2 separate regions of the Salmo salar genome follow, and region 1 is linked to region 2. Evidence: chromatin contacts called from public Hi-C data. All regions are on one chromosome and are shown on one strand. The core of a region is the stretch at or near the end of the contact, and the rest is flanking DNA. Distances in the headings are between cores, read along the strand shown.

The links. Hi-C and Micro-C count contacts between places; a contact is called where the count stands out from the background.
Region 1: a contact with region 2 is called in a Hi-C map of gill, with 3 times the contacts expected there. The contact joins the promoter of eif2b5 here to the promoter of LOC106569799 in region 2. A contact is called at or near these places in 3 of 3 Hi-C or Micro-C datasets (blood, gill and muscle).

Annotation. Positions count from the first base shown.
Region 1 is chrssa14:46,907,762-46,912,089 of Ssal_v3.1, reverse strand. eif2b5 (eukaryotic translation initiation factor 2B, subunit 5 epsilon) reads left to right here and starts at 1,548. Exons shown (of 16, transcript NM_001165302.1): 1 at 1,548-1,757; 2 at 3,519-3,643; 3 at 3,756-3,941. The coding sequence starts at 1,620.
Region 2 is chrssa14:46,377,954-46,382,824 of Ssal_v3.1, reverse strand. It overlaps LOC106569799 (WD repeat-containing protein 48), which reads right to left and starts at 3,011. Exons shown (of 18, transcript XM_014141421.2): 1 at 2,896-3,011; 2 at 1,779-1,919; 3 at 1,511-1,589. The coding sequence starts at 2,943.

The sequences.
Region 1 (4,328 bases), core at 299-2,798, 530 kb before region 2:
ATCCTAATGTCAAGATGGAAATGACAATCAATAAAGCAGAAGATAAGGGGTTAATAAGAACAGTGGTTAAAAAAACGGCAAGAGTTGCTGGAACAGTGCGGTAAAGGGACGACGGCTGTATAATTGTATTATTATCTTTATTTAACTAGACAAGTCAGTTAAGAACAAATTCTTATTTACAATGACTGCCTAGGAACAGTGGGTTAACTGCCTTGTTCAAAATGACAGATTTCTACCTTGTCAGCTCAGGGATTTGATCCAGCAACTTTTCAGTTACTAGCCCAATGCTCTAACCGCTAGGCTACCTGCCACCCCAATATCCAGGAGAAGGGAGGAAAGAGTAATCACAAGGCTGATACTGGGACTAACAAGGCTCAACAGCACTTTGAAAATACAGTAGTAGGATAAACATCCAACTGGAAAGTGTGCATTGATGTAGTGGTAAAAAACAACAACATTAGATAAGGGGTTAAAAAAAAAAGAAGGGGGTAAAACCTTTGATCTCCGGTCGTGGTGAAAAAAGTAATGTTTCCTATACTTTCATTCTTTTAAATCGCACAAGTTTGGTAAACTGTTGGGCACTGTTTTAAAACATGCATATTTAAGTACTTAAAAAAAATATATATAAACATTTTTCTCTACTGGAAGTGTGATCACTGCCAGGATGAGATACGAACTGTGGAACACATCCTATTTCAGTGCCAGCAGTATGGGAGGTTTAAGAAATAATGGTATTGAGGAGCCAAGTTTAATTGAGTTGTTAAGATAACCTTCAGGCGATGTTGCATTTCCTTTAAGACCGGTTTTATAAGGGTCTGGAAGAAGAACAAGAGTTCTCAATCTCATAGTCCACACCCCAGTACAGTAGGTGGCGGTAATGCACCATTAACGTTGGATGCCAACCGCTGATAAATCCCACCAAATAAGATGACCGGTCCCAACGCAGACACCGTAGTTGTACCAAAGATTTGTATAACTAACTCAAGATAGACCACAACCTTAATCATAGTGGACAGAACAAGCAAGAAGGTGGGCGAACCAAGCACGATCTAGCGAGATCTTATTTGCACGTTCAAGCAGGTATTTGCATATTTCCGTTAGGGAACGCCTAGAAACATATAGATTTTAGTTGGGAGAAGAGGTTTTATATTTTAGTTTGGGGCAGGTAGCCTAGTGGTTAGAGCATTGGGCCAGTAACCAAAAGGTTGCTGGATCAAATCCCCAAGCTAATAAGGTAGAAATCTGTTGTTCTGCCCCAGAATAAGGCAGTTAACTCACTGTTCCCCGGTAGGCCATCATTGTAAATAAGAATTTGTTCTTAACTGACTTGCCTAGTTAAATTAAAAAAATGATAATAACTGTATTAAGATCAAATGTTTCATCAATGAAAAAATTAGCAGAATGTCGTTCAAAATCCATCTCACTTCATCTTCGGCCACTGGGCTTCCTCTCATCACCATATTTGGTGGTGAGTGGAAATGCCAACCGGATGCTTCAGATTTATACATCCGGTGCAACATCTGGCTCATTGTTCTATCTGTGGTTGTTACTATCTGACGAAAGGTTGTTGAAATTTTGCTAGTAACGTTAACTAGCTACCTAGTTCTCAGACAAACACCATGTCTAGCAGAGGAGGAAAACAGAAGAAAGGTAATGTCACCAGTGAACAGGAGGAAGAGGAGCAGCCGCTTCAAGCTGTGCTAGTCGCCGATAGCTTCAACCGGAGGTTCTTCCCCATCTCCAAAGACCAACCCAGGGTATGCGATGGTGCCATGGCTTAATAGTGCATGCTAGCGCTCGAAAACTCTAGGTGGCAGATGGAACTGAGAGTCATGATCTAGGGCTAAGTGCATGCATGTTATTGTCAATGGATGACAGCGCTAGCATAGCTAGCTAGCTACCGTTCTTGCAAGCAACCTCGTGTTCTTGAAATGCAACATTTCATAACAATTATGGCCAATGTGTTTTCCTCCTAACTAGTTAGTAATATTCGTGGTAGAAAATCTGTGGGAGACACATGTCAACAGATCTCGTCTGTAGTTTAGTTAGGTAGCGAACCAGCAATTGTATCACTGTTCCAGATGGCATGATAAATGATCATCTCTTTAAGTGGGACACCATCAGATCCATGTAGCTGCTAGACTAATCGTGACAAAAGCACAACAACAATGTTCATTTATTAATCCTGCTAGTAAATGGACATTGGTAAAAAAATATATATATATATATATGTTTTTAACTTGTCCAACAAGCTTTCTCTACCCTTAACCTTGTTCTGAACACCTCCAAAACAAAGGTCATGTGGTTTGGTAAGAAGAATGCCCCTCTTCCCACAGGTGTTATTACTACCTCTGAGGGTTTAGAGCTTGAGGTAGTCACCTCACACAAGTACGGTGTACTGTCCTTCTCTCAGCACATATTAAAGCTTCAGGCTGAAGTTAAATCTAGACTTGGTTTCCTCTATCGTAATCGCTCCTCTTTCACCCCAGCTGCCAAAATAACCCTGATTCAGATGACCATCCTACCCATGCTAGATTACGGAGACATAATTTATTGATTGGCAGGTAAGGGTGCTCTCGAGCAGCTAGATGTTCTTTACCATTTGGCCATCAGATTTGCCACCAATGCTCCAATAGGACACATCACTGCACTCTCTACTCTTCTGTAAACTGGTCATCTCTGTATAATCGTCGCAAGACCCACTGGTTGATGCTTATTTATAAAACCCTCTTAGGCCTCACTCCCCCCTATCTAAGATATCTACAGCAGCCCTCATCCTCCGCATACAACACCCATTCTGCCAGTCGCATTCTGTTAAAGGTCCCCAAAGCACACACATCCCTGGGACTCTCCTCTTTTCAGTTCGCTGCAGCTAGCGACTGGAACGAGCTGCAACAAACACTCAAACTGGACAGTTTTATCTCCATCTCTTCCTTCAAAGACTCAATCATGGACACTCTTACTGACAGTTGTGGCTGCTTTGTGTGATGTATTGTTGTCTCTACCTTCTTGCCCTTTGTGCTGTTGTCTGGGCCCAATAATGTTTGTACCATGTTTTGTGCTGCTACCATATTGTTGTTATGTTGTGTTGCTACAATGCTGTGTTGTCATGTGTAGCTGCCTTGCTATGTTGTTGTCTTAGGTCTCTCTTTATGTAGTGTTGTGTTGTCTCTCTTGTTGTGATGTGTGTTTTGTCCTATATTTATATTGTATTCATTATTTATTTTTAATCCCAGGCCCCTGTCCCCGCAGGAGGCCTTTTGCCTTTTGGTAGGCCGTCGTTGTAAATAAGAATTTGGTTCTTAACTGACTTGCCTAGTTAAAGAAAATTAAAATAAAGTTGCCATCATTCTGGTCATCAGTCTAATCTTGGAATCCAAATATCACGTGAGTGCTAGCCAGCGTCACTCAGAACTTCAGATTTCCCGACACCATCCTAATGCTTTTATATGTGAGACTCCAAACCTGATGGTCATTGTTGCGCTCATCACATCTCTGCTGTGTTTTGTACCATCCAGGCTCTCCTACCGTTGGGCAATGTGGCCATGATAGACTACACCCTGGAGTTCCTAACATCCACTGGTGTTCAGGAGACATTCGTCTTCTGCTGCTGGATGTCCAATAAGATCAAGGACCACCTGCTGTAAGAACACACACACACACTCTGACCAGGAAAAACTAGTCATAGACACTATTTAGGGCCCAAACACACACAGGGTTTTCTCAATATAAATGTTTCCTCATCCTCCCAACAGTAAGTCCAAGTGGTGTCGTCCCACCTCTCCAAACGTGGTCCACATCATCACCTCTGATCTGTACCGTTCCCTCGGCGACGTGCTGCGGGATGTGGACGCCAAGAATCTGGTGAGGAACGACTTCATCCTGGTCTACGGAGACGTCGTATCCAACATCGACGTCAGCCAGGCCCTACAGGAGCACCGGTCAGTCACCTTTGACCCTTGACCTTAGACAACAGGGCTGGAGGAAAAGCCAGCACACCCAGCATCTCTCCAGGAGGAGGGTTTGAGTGGCCAATCCTCATGAGTTGGCTAAACCTCATCCTGGAGAGCTACATATACCTATGAAATGTCGTTTGGGTCTTTGTGAGTCAAAAAAGATACATTTGACGTGTCAAATAAGCTTGTTGACCAATCAGGACCTGAATATGACTGCACTCCACATACATTTTTTTTACGTAGTTATTACACATTGATTACACTATCACTCGTATTTAATGTCACAACGATTCAGCGATACGTATGCTATGATGCTGGTAAAGTTATCTCGCGCAGTTACAGTGCTGGTCATAAAAAAAGCTAGCTAGCTGA
Region 2 (4,871 bases), core at 1,762-4,261:
TAGAATGACTGTCGTAGTTTGGGATGTTGCTACAAGCTATGCGGTGTTCAATACTGTTACAGACTTTGGGTTTTTCTATTTCTATTTTAAGGTTGGACGTTAGCACGTGGGGCACACCGATTGGTGCCACCTCGTTAGTCAGTATGTGATATTTAAGAGTGGCTGGCCCAGTGCTCCGGTGCTCTTAAGAGATGTGAAGGGTTAGCACCTTTAGTTTGCGCTCCATATTCGATTTTTTTATTTTATTAAAAAACGTTATTTTATCTGATCTTAACTGGTTTCATTTTGCTCCACCTTTTGGTTTTCTTCCTGTCTTTAAGTTTGGGGTAGGTTTTTATTTTATTTGCCTCTTTGGCAAATTTAGTGGGCTCATGATGGGTGTATTAGGTCCCAGTTGTTGTTGCTAGGCAACTTTCAGTAGTCACCACGAGTGTCTTCATAACCCCGACCAAGTCAGTGGCCTTGTGGTTAGTGTCCGCCCAGAAATCGGAAGGTTGGGAGTTCAATCCCTGGCTGAGGCATACCAAAGACCGTAAAATTGGGACCAAGTCTAGGACCAAAAGGCTCCTCAACAGCTTCTACCCCCAAGCCATAAGACTGCTGAACAATTAATAAAATCGCCACCGGACAATTTACATTGACCCCTCCCTTTTGTACACTACTGCTACTCGCTGTTTATTATCTACGCATAGTCACTTCACCCCCACCTACATGTACAAATTACCTCAACTAATCTGTACCCCCACACACTGACTCGGTACCGGTGCCCCCTGTATATAACCTCGTTATTATTATTTTAGTATACTTGGTAAATATTTTCTTAAATCTTCTTGAACTGCACTGTTGGTTAAGGGCTTGTAAGTAAGCATTTCACGGTAAAGTCTACACTTTTTGTATTCGGTGCATGTGACTAATAAAGTTTGATTTGATGCGTCTCTGTTTGGCACTCAGCATTAAGGAGATAGATGGGGGGGTAAGATAGATGGGGGGGTAAGGCCCTGCGAAAGACTAGCGTCCTGTTCAGGGGGTGTACTTGTACATTAAGCTGCTTCACGCTACAGAAACAGGAGATAGGCTTCTGCTCCTATGAGCTGTTCTGGTTCACTCTACAGAAACAGGAGATAGGCTTCTGCTCCTATGAGCTGTTCTGGTTCACTCTACAGAAACAGGAGATAGGCTTCTGCTCCTATGAGCTGTTCTGGTTCACTCTACAGAAACAGGAGATAGGCTTCTGCTCCTATGAGCTGTTCTGGTTCACTCTACAGAAACAGGAGATAGGCTTCTGCTCCTATGAGCTGTTCTGGTTCACTCTACAGAAACAGGAGATAGGCTTCTGCTCCTATGAGCTGTTCTGGTTCACTCTACAGAAACAGGAGATAGGCTCCTGCTCGCTCATGCAGGCTACCTATTTACTTAGAACCCCACCTGTTTTGGTTGTTAGTGTGTTAGTTCCCCCTTCTGTTTGAGTGACAATTTTTGGTTTCTTGCTGGGGAACATAACAATACTCACATGTCTTTCCATTGCAACAGAGGACGATGTCATTGACCCAGTCTGTATGGTGCTCCATGGAAGCGATGTAAGAGTCCTGCTATGGTAAAATAACATTCACTAAACATAAGTGGTGACATGGCTGGTTTCCCAAACACAGATTAAGCCTAATCGTGGTCTTAAAACACATTCGATGGAGATTTTTCAGGAAACCAGCTCACAAAGAGTTAGGATGGGGATATGCTAATATTAGGATTTATCAAAGGATGACTGGGACACAATACAGTACCTTGTGCTGGTTGACACTCCATATCCTGATGATAGAGTCTCTTCCAGCCGTGAAGAGCCGGTTCAGTGCAGGGTCCAGCTGAAGAGCATTCACCCCATTGCGATTGTACTTCTCCACCTCGTCTCTTATCACATAAGATACCTGCAAATAATGTTGGAGGTTCAATAATAGCCTGAACACACCCCTGCTATAGCATTGGCGCATGCGTGACTAACGCTTTGGCCAAAAGTTTTTAATTTGACCTTTATTTAACCAGGTAGGCCAGTTGAGAACAAGTTTCTCATTTTCAACTGCGACCTGGGCAAGATAAAGCAAAGCAGTGCGACACAAACAACCACAAAGAGTTACACATAAACAAACGTACAGTCAATAACACAATAGAAACATCTATATACAGTGTGTTTATAAGTTGGCTGAGGCTCCATGACTACATTACATTCACTTATGCATTACATCAACTTATCCAGCTAGTTCATCGAGGATCAGTCCGCATCATTAGCTAGCTTGTAAGCTACAGGCTAACGTTTCAAGATCCTAGCTAACGTTAGCTAGCTAACACAGCTTTTTTAATTACCTTTATTTTGTTAGGCAAGTCAGTTAAGAACACAATTTTATTTACAATGATGGCCTACACCGGCCAAACTCAGACGACGCTGGGCCAATTGTGCGCCGCCCTATGGGACTCCCAATCACGGCCGGTTGTGATAGTCTGGATTCGAACTAGGTTGTCTGTAGTGACGCCTCTAGCTGAGATGCAGTGCCGTAGACCACTGCGCCACTTGGGAGCCAGCTAACATGTTAGAATCGCAATTATCAATTCAATGACAATTTACACATACCCCAAGAAATGCAACAATGATTACATAAAATTGTCGCACAACTCAAGTTCATTATGTTACTTTGTTCGAGCAAATCATGCTTCAAATCGTGTGTTTAGCATGTTAGCTAACTAGCATGTACGTTAACTAGCTTGAGATGAGTCAACAGTAACGAGATACGCATTCTTGGATTGCAATTTGCATCGTCTTTCCAAGATTAGTGGTGCACATTGTCACACTATTTGGAATAGTGTGCATTTTCATGTATACAGAGTTGTATTACAGAAATATCAATTGACCTGTACTTTCCTTCGCCCAGCGGCATTCTGTCTGTGGTGGGCCGCCATCTTACATGTTGACAGTCAACCCTCACACGTCACATCCGAGAAGAAACACCATGCACAGATAGAATAATGACACTGATATTTTAACGGATGTAAAAATGTGAAGCATCCGCTTGGCGTTTCCAATCACAAGTAACTATGGCCGGCAGTGGGAGAAGATGGAACGAGATGGATTTTGACCGACATTATGCACATTTTCTCATCGATGAATAATTTGATCTCAATAAAGTTTTATGTATTTAAAACTAGAATATTTTATGAACAGAGTGGACAAAGTTTTGTAGACTTTGCCAAAGTTTTAAAACATAGCATTGTTTAGGAGTGCAAAGGTGAATTTAGGTAGTGCACACGGGCACTTCACAGAGTAGGCGTTGACCAACTGAAACATGCAAATATTTTCTAGAACGTGCCAATAGGATCTTGGTAGCTTGTGCTAGACTCTGCCCACCTCCTTTGCTTGTTCTGCCCACTATGACTCATTTGTTTCTATCGGAAACGACAAGCAGTGATCTATCTTGGATTAGTTATAAAAATCTTTGCTACACGTTCTTCTTCGTCGATGAGGTCTAACGGCGGTTGGCATCCAATAAATGTTGCATTAGCCACCTACTAGACTGGAGTATAACACCCTTATACTTTGCGCGAAAATAATAATAAACAAATACCCTACCATCTAACTCTACACTCACTAAAAACCCACCACCCTACTCCACTATTTAAATCTATTTAGTCCTACCTCAGGACTGAAAGGATGGGACAACACAACTTAACACACCCTGTAACTCTTCTGACGTCAAGTCTCGCACACCCAAAAACCTCTATGCAGCTGCCACCACCACCTCATTTTTCTGTGGCTTACGTTCCATCCCTGCAGTACAGTTGATAACCATTGCTTTAAATGCTAAAAAAAAAATCCTATCTTTCTGAAACATATATCACTCGTGGTTTATCCCTCTGTACTGCTACAGATCTTCTAGTCACACCACTCCTCTCAGGATCCCTCCCCCTTGACCCATCTTCCTCTACTTTCTTCACTGCCTCAGCATATGAGAACTTCTGCACTACTCTAACCCTGGAAACCCCAACCTGCCTCTCTCACATGGGACATTTCTGATCCCCAGCCCCATGGGCACCCCTACAATTAACACATACCACTACTTTCCCCAATGCTACACATTCCTTTGTCTCATGCCCTTCTGCACACTTCTCACACCTAGGAACCTCCCTCCTACACACTGCTGCCACATGCCCAAAAGCTTGACACCTGTAACAACGTAATGTATTCGGAACAAAAGCTCATATGGGATAACTTATATATCCTAACATCACTTTGTCGGGCAAAGACTCAACATCAAAACTTAAAAGGACAGAAAATGACTCTTCTGTTTCACCACTCTCGCCACCCTGTCTGTGTTGCACCAAATGACGAGCATCACAAACACCGGAAATCTTCTCTTTCAGTTGGTAAACTTTCACATTTACCAGTAATCACTCCTCTCAATGGCTCCCTTTCCTTGAAAGCAAAACAATTCACCTCTCCTGTCTCTATTCTTTTAACGCAGAACACCTATTCCCTCTGACTAGTAGAAACACAAACAATTATCACAAGACCACCTCTGGTTACCTCACCCATTCCACGGCACCCAACTCTGTTTTCACCCACCCTGAAACCACAAATGGATCAGCTGAATGGCAAGGGTCCACTTTTAACAAAAATGCCACTCCTACTGTCACAGACTCATCTTTATCCTGACCCTCAGTTCAAGCCTCGGGCTCCGAGAACTTCACCACACCAACCACCTCCGATACTTCGCCCTCATTCATTTCCATTTCTCTTCCTGTCTTCAACTCACTCTGCTTACGCTTTCTAACCATTCTTCTATAACAAACAATCTCCCTTTTTCTGCCATTTTTAACCGACTCAAGCTCAC